2 separate regions of the Mus musculus genome follow, and region 2 is linked to region 1. The links are chromatin contacts, called in public HiChIP or PLAC-seq maps. All regions are on one chromosome and are shown on one strand. Each heading gives the region's core, a stretch centred on a gene start, on an enhancer-like site or on the middle of the called end of the contact. The rest is flanking DNA. Distances are from core to core; before and after follow the strand shown.

The links. HiChIP or PLAC-seq counts read pairs in DNA pulled down with a chosen protein or histone mark.
Region 2: a contact with region 1 is called in an H3K27ac HiChIP or PLAC-seq map of embryonic stem cells, with 8 read pairs. The contact joins two enhancer-like sites. A contact is called at or near these places in 5 of 484 Hi-C or Micro-C datasets (embryonic stem cells, hematopoietic stem and progenitor cells, liver and 1 more), 3 of 115 datasets of contacts at active chromatin or transcription factors (all in embryonic stem cells) and 1 of 9 other capture datasets (adipose tissue).

The regions. Positions count from the first base shown.
Region 1 is chr1:164,371,812-164,376,165 of GRCm38.p6, reverse strand. All of the region lies in intron 9 of Nme7 (NME/NM23 family member 7), which reads right to left. Among named protein-coding and RNA genes, the nearest start is that of Gm39690, 45 kb to the left of the region's middle. Within about 2 kb of position 2,720, at least 18 of the 459 cell types and tissues checked have an H3K27ac peak or open chromatin away from gene starts, as enhancers often do. A contact at or near this core is called in embryonic stem cells, where this site is marked.
Region 2 is chr1:164,493,512-164,498,111 of GRCm38.p6, reverse strand. No RefSeq gene overlaps it. Among named protein-coding and RNA genes, the nearest start is that of Gm26685, 7.5 kb to the left of the region's middle. Within about 2 kb of position 3,166, at least 50 of the 459 cell types and tissues checked have an H3K27ac peak or open chromatin away from gene starts, as enhancers often do. A contact at or near this core is called in embryonic stem cells, where this site is marked.

The sequences.
Region 1 (4,354 bases), core at 1,471-3,970:
ATATATTTTTAAAGTCTCTTGAACGTCAAAGTTAACGGAGGGCAGCTTATATACACTTTAGCTTTCAATCTATGATATTTTGGCTAAGCACATTTAGTTGGACAAAGGTGGCGTACTTTAATAGCAATGCAAGACGAAGGTCCATATCCTTTACACGACAAGTGGGAGTTTCTTAAAAAGTCACTGCAGAGTATAATTCGGCAAGTCTTTGATTTTTGCCACAATATTAAACGCACTGGTCTACCATATTCTTTGTCCATGCACGGTTTGTACCACGCAGTGATCATCCGGGAGGCATCGGTTTGCTGCATCATGGAGGTCTTTCAAATGCTAACACATTTTGTTCTGCCGCAGCTCACAAACTGAAGACACTCCCAGTATCAGCACATTATATGTTTGGGAAGCTAAATAGCTCAAGGAGGTGGAGGCTGTTCTCTGAGATTTCAGTTTTCGTTTACAGTCTTCACCTGGGTTTTACCTGTAGCAATAGCTATTGCTAGCTGTTCTCTGTAACAGGATTTCCATACTTAACCTTGGGGTCTGGAGAGGTGGCTCTGTGGCTAAGAGCACTGGCTGCCATTCCTGAGGACCCAGGCTCAGTTCCTAGCACCTACGTGGCGGTTCTTCCTGAGGACCCAGGCTCAGCTCCTAGCACCTACGTGGCGGTTCACACCCATCTGTACCACCAGTTCCAGGGTATCCAAAGCCCAATTCTGGCCTCTGAGGGCAGCAGGCGCACATATGGTGTACAGACATACATACAGGTAAAACATGCATACACATGATAATTTAACAAATAAACATTACATGCTTACTTAATTGTAAAGAAAAGTCTTTTCAAAATTAGGTATAAAAGCAACAGTTTGTCAAGTAAAAATGGAAACATTAGCCTTTTCTTTGCCCAACTCAGTTCCAGACATGGGGGCTTATTAATTTATAAATTAATGCCTAGACCTTAAGCCAGCTTGTTCCCAACCAGCTTATCTCGATTATACTAATCGAGGTTCTGCCACTGGCTGATTATCTCTACTCAGACATCTGACTTCCATATCTCAGCAGGGAATCCTCCACACCTCACTCCTTCCCAGAGTTCCTCTCTCTGCCTGGAAGTCCTGACTTCCTGCTCTCCTTAGCCAAAGGCCATAGGCTTTTTATTTTAAACAATTCAGAAAGTGCCCTTAGGCAGGCAAGGAAGGACAGAGACACATCTACAGTGTGCAAAAAGATTACTCCGGCATGAAAGTGTTATTGAATGACAAAAAAATGCATGTAGTTGACCTCAGCAGAGCTCGCAGTTTGAATAGCTGTATAGGTGTGAGTTTCCCTAGACACTTCTGGAACAAAAGTTGTTCCTGTGTCCTTCCCATTTCTTCTCATAAGTGTTCAGATGACCCACAGTACTCCGTTCTATCTATCCCTTTTCTCCACACAAGAGCATGACAGTTTAACGTACAATACACACTAGTATGACTTGGCATTTCACTTGATCTATTCCAAAGCACTACAATGTTCACCAGGCTCCTGCCTTGTGCAAATGTCAACACACTTAAAGGCACAAGTAAACCTAACAAAGGAATGTCATGTCACACAAAGTTTACACATTGTAACACTGTATTTTGATGGAAGTGTGAGGCAGTATTGCACTAGCCAATATAAACAGAAATCTAAAGTCTGTATCTATTATAAATCTGTACTATCCATCTAGAATCCTATTAAGCTATGTTTTCAAGTGGGACGGATCGTTTGAACCACAATTCTACTTACAGACAAGCACGTAGGGTGCTATGGTCCCGGTTACGGTAATCACTGCTGTCAAGGACAGTCACACTCAGGTCTGATTCCTATCTGAAAATTCCTCCCTAGTTTAGGTCATATGGAGTCACTGCTCCCATGTCTGCTATCCAGTCTGCTCAAGATCCATGGACACCGCCTTTTTATGAGCACTTGCTTATGTGTGGTGATAGGTCACAGGAGCGTTTAAGAAGGCAGTTTTGTGTTTAACAGCTTAGAACACAAAGAGTCAGTAACCACGTGTCCTCTCCTCCATCCTCGACAGAAAATGTCCAGATGACTGAACAAATGGCAGCAACTGTGTAAATGAAGCACATGCATGCAGCAATAAAATCAAACAAAATGGGGTCCCAGGAAGCAAAGGACAAATGGGTCAAACAAAGCTGAGTGTCTTAACTGGCTAGTGCTTGTACAGAGGCTGCATTTTAAAACAGCTTGCTTACAGCTCCATGAATGTCACCTCTTAAATGTCTCACTGTCATCTCCACGCATCGCGTTTCTCACCTGGTTTGTTTAAAAGCTTCTTTTCAGATGTCTTTCTCATAACGCATACAATAGCAGATATTTTTTATTTAACCTTGCTCTTTCCTGTGACTATACCCACTCTCCTTTTAAAGGGATTTCCTAGCCATTTTACTAGCAAGTTCCTATAGAACCCAATAAAGCTCAGATCTTAGCAAAAGCAGCCACAGCTTTTTAATTCCCAAGCCACAGTAATTTAGTTAGGAACCATAATTGGCTTAAGCTACAGAGTGCTTCCCTGGGATTGTTTTAGGGCTAGAACTGGAGAAAAACACCCTTCTGCTAGTGAACCACCTACAGTTGGCAGCTCTCCTTTCTCCACTGGAAAATGTATCTAGAAGGGTGAAGCTGAGAGTCAAGAGAGCAAAGACCAAGCAGAGGTAACATAGTTACTAAGTCGCTAATTAGAGCCTTCTCTAAACTCAGCACAGCCCCTTTTCTTGTAGTCTTACAAAACTGAGACAGGGAACCCAAGTTGGGTTTCTTGCCTTGCATCAGGGGGGCCCTCCTCATGCTACCTGCTTACGTAGGAAGGAAAGGTGCTGGATCCCGAGCTGGATGTGCTGAAGCCGGAAGCCAAGAATAAACCTGTGCCATTCTGATGCTGGCTGAGTACGGAGGGCAGAGGATGCCCCACCCCTTAAAGTCTGTGCAGCCAATGAGCGGAAGAGCAGTTAGAAGAGAGCATCTCTCCGAATAAAGTAGTGAAATGATAACAAGGGGAGCCCATAAAACGAGAACAAAATCCTCTGCTACCTTCAAGGTCAAATACTTTCACAAGTAGTAGATTGAATCATTTAAATACAAATGGGCTTGCTTCAAATAAAGGAAATAAGATCACATGGTAAAAATGGGCAAGTTAAAACCAATTGGAATCAACATAAAAGGAACAGTAAACATTTTGGCAGGAATTAAATTGGAAGGTGAAAACTTACATTGGGTTACTCGGTCTAAGGTAGTTAAAGGGTTGTAAGATAAGGCAACCCAGCTCCTTACAGTAGTACAATTCAGGTATGGTGGGGCTCTGACATAGTGTTTAAGGTTCATTAAGTGGGAACTCCAGGGGACTTGCAGGATTTGAACCATGAGCTGTTCCTAGAAGCCATAGTTTTTATTAAACAAAAATTTCAGTGCCAGGTATGTCCTTATGGACTGCTGACTAGGGAAGTCCCAGAGGCCCCCTGAAATGATATAAATACTTGCCATTCCTCTTGGATACCCAACAGAACTAGATAATAAGACCCTTTTGCTGAAGATACAAATATTGGTTGTAAGATACAAAGAAATAACACTGAAACCGAGCTGGAAACTTCTGCTGGCTAGCTTCCAAAATGGCGGATGTTATGAAGCCTGTGAAAGAAAAGGCATCAGTAGTCTTACCAAGATGAGAGCCCTAATAAACTAAAATCCCAACCTAGCAGACCACAAGTACACACTAATGCAATACGGCAAAACTGGGGAGGGTGGTAACACACTTTCTTGGCTGAAGAGGTGATAGGGACATAGTGGAGGGATTTACCAACATGGCATCAAACTGCCATTAAAACATCCATGAATATTTTTAAAAATTTTTTATTGAAAATATTTTCTCATACACTATATTGACCATAGTTTTCCCTCCCTCTACTCCTCCCAGTCCCTCCCCACCTCCTCTCTGCCCCAGACCTACTCCTTTTCTGTCTCTCATTAGACAAGGCCAGGCTACTAGAGACAACCAAACATGATAAAATACAAGACAAACACCATCTCATCAAGGCTGGACAAGGCAATGCCACAGGAGGAAAAGAGTCCCAAGAGCAGGCGCAGAGATCAGCGACCCACTCGTCCCCACACTCAGGGGTCCCATGAAAATGCTACAATGAAAGCTATGACATGTATGTGCAGAGGATCTGGTGCAGGCCCTTATAGACTCACTCCTTGCTGCTTCAGTCTCTGTGAGTTCATACACACCTTGTTCAGTTGATTCAGAGGGCCGTGTTCTCTTGGTTTCCTCCCTCCCTCTGGCTCTTATAGTCTTCTTGCTTTCTTTTCCTCAAGGTTC
Region 2 (4,600 bases), core at 1,917-4,416, 120 kb before region 1:
AAAAAGAAGCCATGGGTTGAGTAAGGACCCCAGAGTCTCAATCCATTGTGGTACGAGCAATATCTAAACCCCATCGGAATCTCATCAGCTCAGAAATCCAAATCTCCCTACTATATCTTTCAAAGAGGTATGGGAATATCTCTGGGCATGGCTCACCAGCCTTGAGTAAAATCTCCTTCTATCCAGGACTCATAGAGCTAGAAACCAGCTACAGAATATTTAAAGGGAGATGTAGGAGAGCCGTCAGTCCCAAGCAGTTCTGAACTTCTGCTGGGCAAATTTCACGTGAATAGATTTTTTTTTTCAGCAAGGTTCCAGGATTTGACATAAGCACACCAGAATCAATTTTATGTCTATTTACCAGCAGTAAAAAATGGATGTTGAGATTCAAAAATTGACCTGTCCAGCAGGTCCAGTTATTCGAGGGTCTCGAGGGGACCTTCTCCTAAGAACCAAATTGGGGGGGTAGAGAGAGACGAGGGCCTTGTGCGAATAACAACACGGAAACGTTCTGAGTTGCATCAAGGCCCCAATGTATTATTAGCCAGGCCCAGGGTTTAAATGCACAAGCAAAAGGGGAAGTGCCTTTCAGCAGGAAGGATGGGGCAATAGAATTGCATAAGCAAAAAGGGAAATACAGGTACTTATCAGCGGGAGGGGTGGGGCAATAGAATTGCACATTCTTTAGGCAGTTACACCGGAAAGCAGAAACTTGGCGGTATCAGGGTGTGGTCAGGACATCCGCGATGACTTAGGCTGGAACATTCTGTGGTTGTTCTCGGATCGGTGTGTTGTGGCCCGCTTTTCCTCTGGGCAGGGGGGGGAGCGGGGGGGGGGGATGGAGTAGGGGGGGGTAGGCCCAATTCAGAGATCAGGACAATTGTGTTGTCTTAATGGCTCCCAACAAAAAATACAGTATTACTTTAAAATAAAAATGAAGTACTAAGGAATAACATTAATGAAACATAATCAGACTGGGCAGCCGTGGCACATGCCTTTAATCCCAGCACTTGCAATGCAGAGACAGGCAGATTTCTAAGTTTGAGGCCAACCTGGTCTACATAGTGAGTTCCAGGCCAGCCAGAGCTCCACAGAGAAACCCTGTCTCAAACAAACAAACAAACAAACTAACAAGCAAAGTCAGTAATAATATGTAAGAAACAACCTACCCAGTACTGAAAGCTATCAAGGAGGACGTAGTGGGGCTGGCAGTGGAATAGATGCAAATACGAATAAAACCCAGTGGGGAGCCTAGAAACAGACCCACAGAAAATGCCATATATGATATGTTAGGGTCCACCCCCCATACACAGAGGCTCCCTATTATGTAGTCCAGGCTTATCCTGAATTCTTACGTCCACTGTATAACCCACGCTAGGTTCAAATTCTCCATTCTCCTGCCTTAGCACCCCTAATGCTAGGATTACAGGTGTGTGCCACCGTGCATATCACAACTCTCTCTTGATGATGAAAGTAAAAACAAAGAAAAGAAAAATTGGTTTTGTTAAAATTGTTTTAATTTCCTTATAGAGGGCAGAAAGTCAAACTATAGAGTGAGGAAATACATGCAAACTAAATATCTAACCAAAGACTAGAATCTAGAATAAAAAAATTTTTAAATTCTCGAAACTCTGAGTGAACAATACAGTTAGAAAATAGACAAACTCTATGGACAGTCATTTTACCAAGGACAATATTCAATAGCAAATAAAACATGAATAGATAGATATTCAACACAATAAGCCACTAGAAGTGAACACATTAAAACCACATAGAGAAGTCTTGGCACACCTATCAGGATGACTAAAGCAAAAATCGTGAGAGCACTAAACGCTGGTGAGGATGCAGAGAAGTTGGGCGGTGCCACTTAGAGAACATTCTAGAAATGATACAATTATATAAATAAAGAGAAAAATAACAGCTGTCAAGAGTCAAGGATGTAGTGAGAGTAGACACATAGGTGACAATAAGAGGACAATATATACCACCATTATATTGATAAAAACACCCTTTCTTTTGACTGTATTGGTATTAAATCCTGATTATATCATGGTGAGATGTACTAGTGATGGGAGAGAAAAACAAATGGACTCTTTAGTCTTGCTAAATGGGTCAATATAGACCATTTTTATACACTTTCACATAAAAACCAAGGTCCCTCGTTGGGGATTGGTTCTAAGGCTTTGATTAGTTGGGAATCTGCATGTCCAAACACTGAAGGCCCTTGTCCCAAGTTGGTTTCGATTGATCAATAAAGATGCCAGCAGCCAATGGTGAAGCAAAGAGAAACAGGGCAGGACCTTTAGATTTGTGCAGGCTAGGAACTGGGAAAAAGGAGACAGAATTGTTATGACTCGGGGGAGAAGGATGGGGCATAGGAGTGGCAGGAGAGAAAGCCAACCTACCATGTGAGAATTCAGGTGGCCATTGTCTATCATGTCCACTGTGTAGTATTTTATAAAAAGAAAAGGAAGCCAGGGATAGGTTTGGTAGAAGTGTGGTATGGTGCAGGGGATGGATTGCCTCTGCGAACCTGTTCTGAGGCATCCCTTCCCCCTGAGGTACCAGCCATGTGACAGGTATAGTATGGAATAGAGTTTATTTACGGCGTGGGGAGTGGAGTGGAGAAGAGGCTGGCCATGAGCACGTGGGGGTTGGGGGGGGGGATGGGGAGAGGAGGGACAGAGAGGAAGAGGATAAGAGAGCAAGAAAGCAAAAGAGCAAAAGAGAGAGGAGGGGCCAAACCGCCCTTTTATAGTGAGTCAGGCATACCTGTTGCCAAGGAACTGTGGGGTGGAGCCTAGAAGGAATGCTAACACACTAGAGTTTCTCTCCTAGGTATCACCTAGCTCTCCTGCTCTATTTCTGTCTTCCCACCTTCCTCCCCTCTCCTTCTCTGGCCCCATCCCTGCCCAGTCTCTGTAAAGTAAATGAAGCATTTGAAGTATCTACTTTCATACAAAGTAGCTTGTTAATACCACTAGTTGAGAATAAAGCCTCTACCACAATTTTTTGAGCCAAATTCGTAGCAAGCTTTATTAAATACCAGCCAGGAACATGGACACTAGCCAGGTCCATTCCCAGAGAATGGCTGAGAATTATGTTAGTCAGGTGCTTATGCAGGCAAACCCCACAAGGCTACGTACTTCCTGCCTCTGTCCAATTGGGCCAAGCATACATTCTGATGTACTTCCTGCGTTCACATCTACCGCCTGTGTGTGATCAAGCACATCCTGTGTTGTTGAGACAACCAACCTTGTTTATAGAGGTGAAAACAGGTGGCTTTGTTATCTTATAAGAGCAGCCTCCAGCATTCCAGAAAGTCATCTGTCCTTGGGCAAGTGGGGTTTGCAGGTTAAAGGCTCTTTTGTTTTATGGATTGCTGAAGCACAATACGTTAAACCTGAAACGTAACTTTAGCTCTCACATTTCCTTATTCCAAGGGAGGTTGCAAAGCACAATGATGCTATGCAGGGCACTCATGAAAATATATATGGCCTAGGACCTGGAACACTAAGCTACCCTGCCCCAGTCCCCAGCTGCCTGGACTTCCTACCTAAGGATACCTAGACCTATTTATTTTCTTTGAGGACAGGATGCCTGTGAGCCAGTTAGCCCTAACATGGCTGCCAGAGTAGGGAGAGACACCATCACAATTCATTTACATGTCAAATGTCTTCCCCACCCCAGGACCACAAGGTTAACAACTGCCACCAGGCAACTGGGAATAGCTCTGACAGGAGCAAATAGCAAAGCAGGCACCGGTCACTGCCAGAATACCTGGGATTCTTTGTCCTTTCACAGAGGAGCCCTGAATATTCACCCTCCCAGGTGAGCCTGTCCCTCCCCTCCGCTCTGCTACCATAAATCCGAAACTACCGAACCCCAAACAGACTGCTCTGGAGGCTTATCTCTTTGTCTCCTATTTTGGGCCAAGAATAACAGTTTTTCCTGTTGCTCAGCCTTGTCACCCAGCCTCTAAATTTAAAAGAGAAAATGGACCCAGTTTGAGGTCTGAAATTTGCAAACAACTATACCACGTGGTGGAATCTCTTGCAACTCAGAAAGGCTTGAGTTAAAATTCCCCCACCTGCCTTTGGACAGATTAACGCTATTTCCACAGGTGTACTTATAAAACAGAGATAATAACCCGTAACTCAGTCCTCTGTGTACTCACCTGCATAGAGACTTGCTCTCTAAAACTTCTTTCTGTAATGGAGTGGCTCCTCCCTTCCGAACCAACAGCTTATGCTGCACAAATTGGTTCCTGCTGGAGTTTTATACTCATGCTTATTATCATTGATGGGAACTTAGCTTTCATTTTAGTAAACACCTTTTAGAACGAGCTTGCAATCTTTGCAAATAATCCCCTAAAGCTTGCTCTCTCTTGCATCCTGCTCTCCTTTCAAACGAGGAGTCTGAGACAGTTATTTGGCTACTGAGGGCAGGAGCCAGTAGGTCTGATTCTTGAGTTTGTGCATTTCCTACAATCTACAATTTCCTACGATTGGGCTTTCACACAGCTTGGTAGAACTTGCCTTCCCAGACTCTGTCCAGGGACCAGCTGGCTTCTCATGCTAGAGCAAGATAAAGTCAGGAG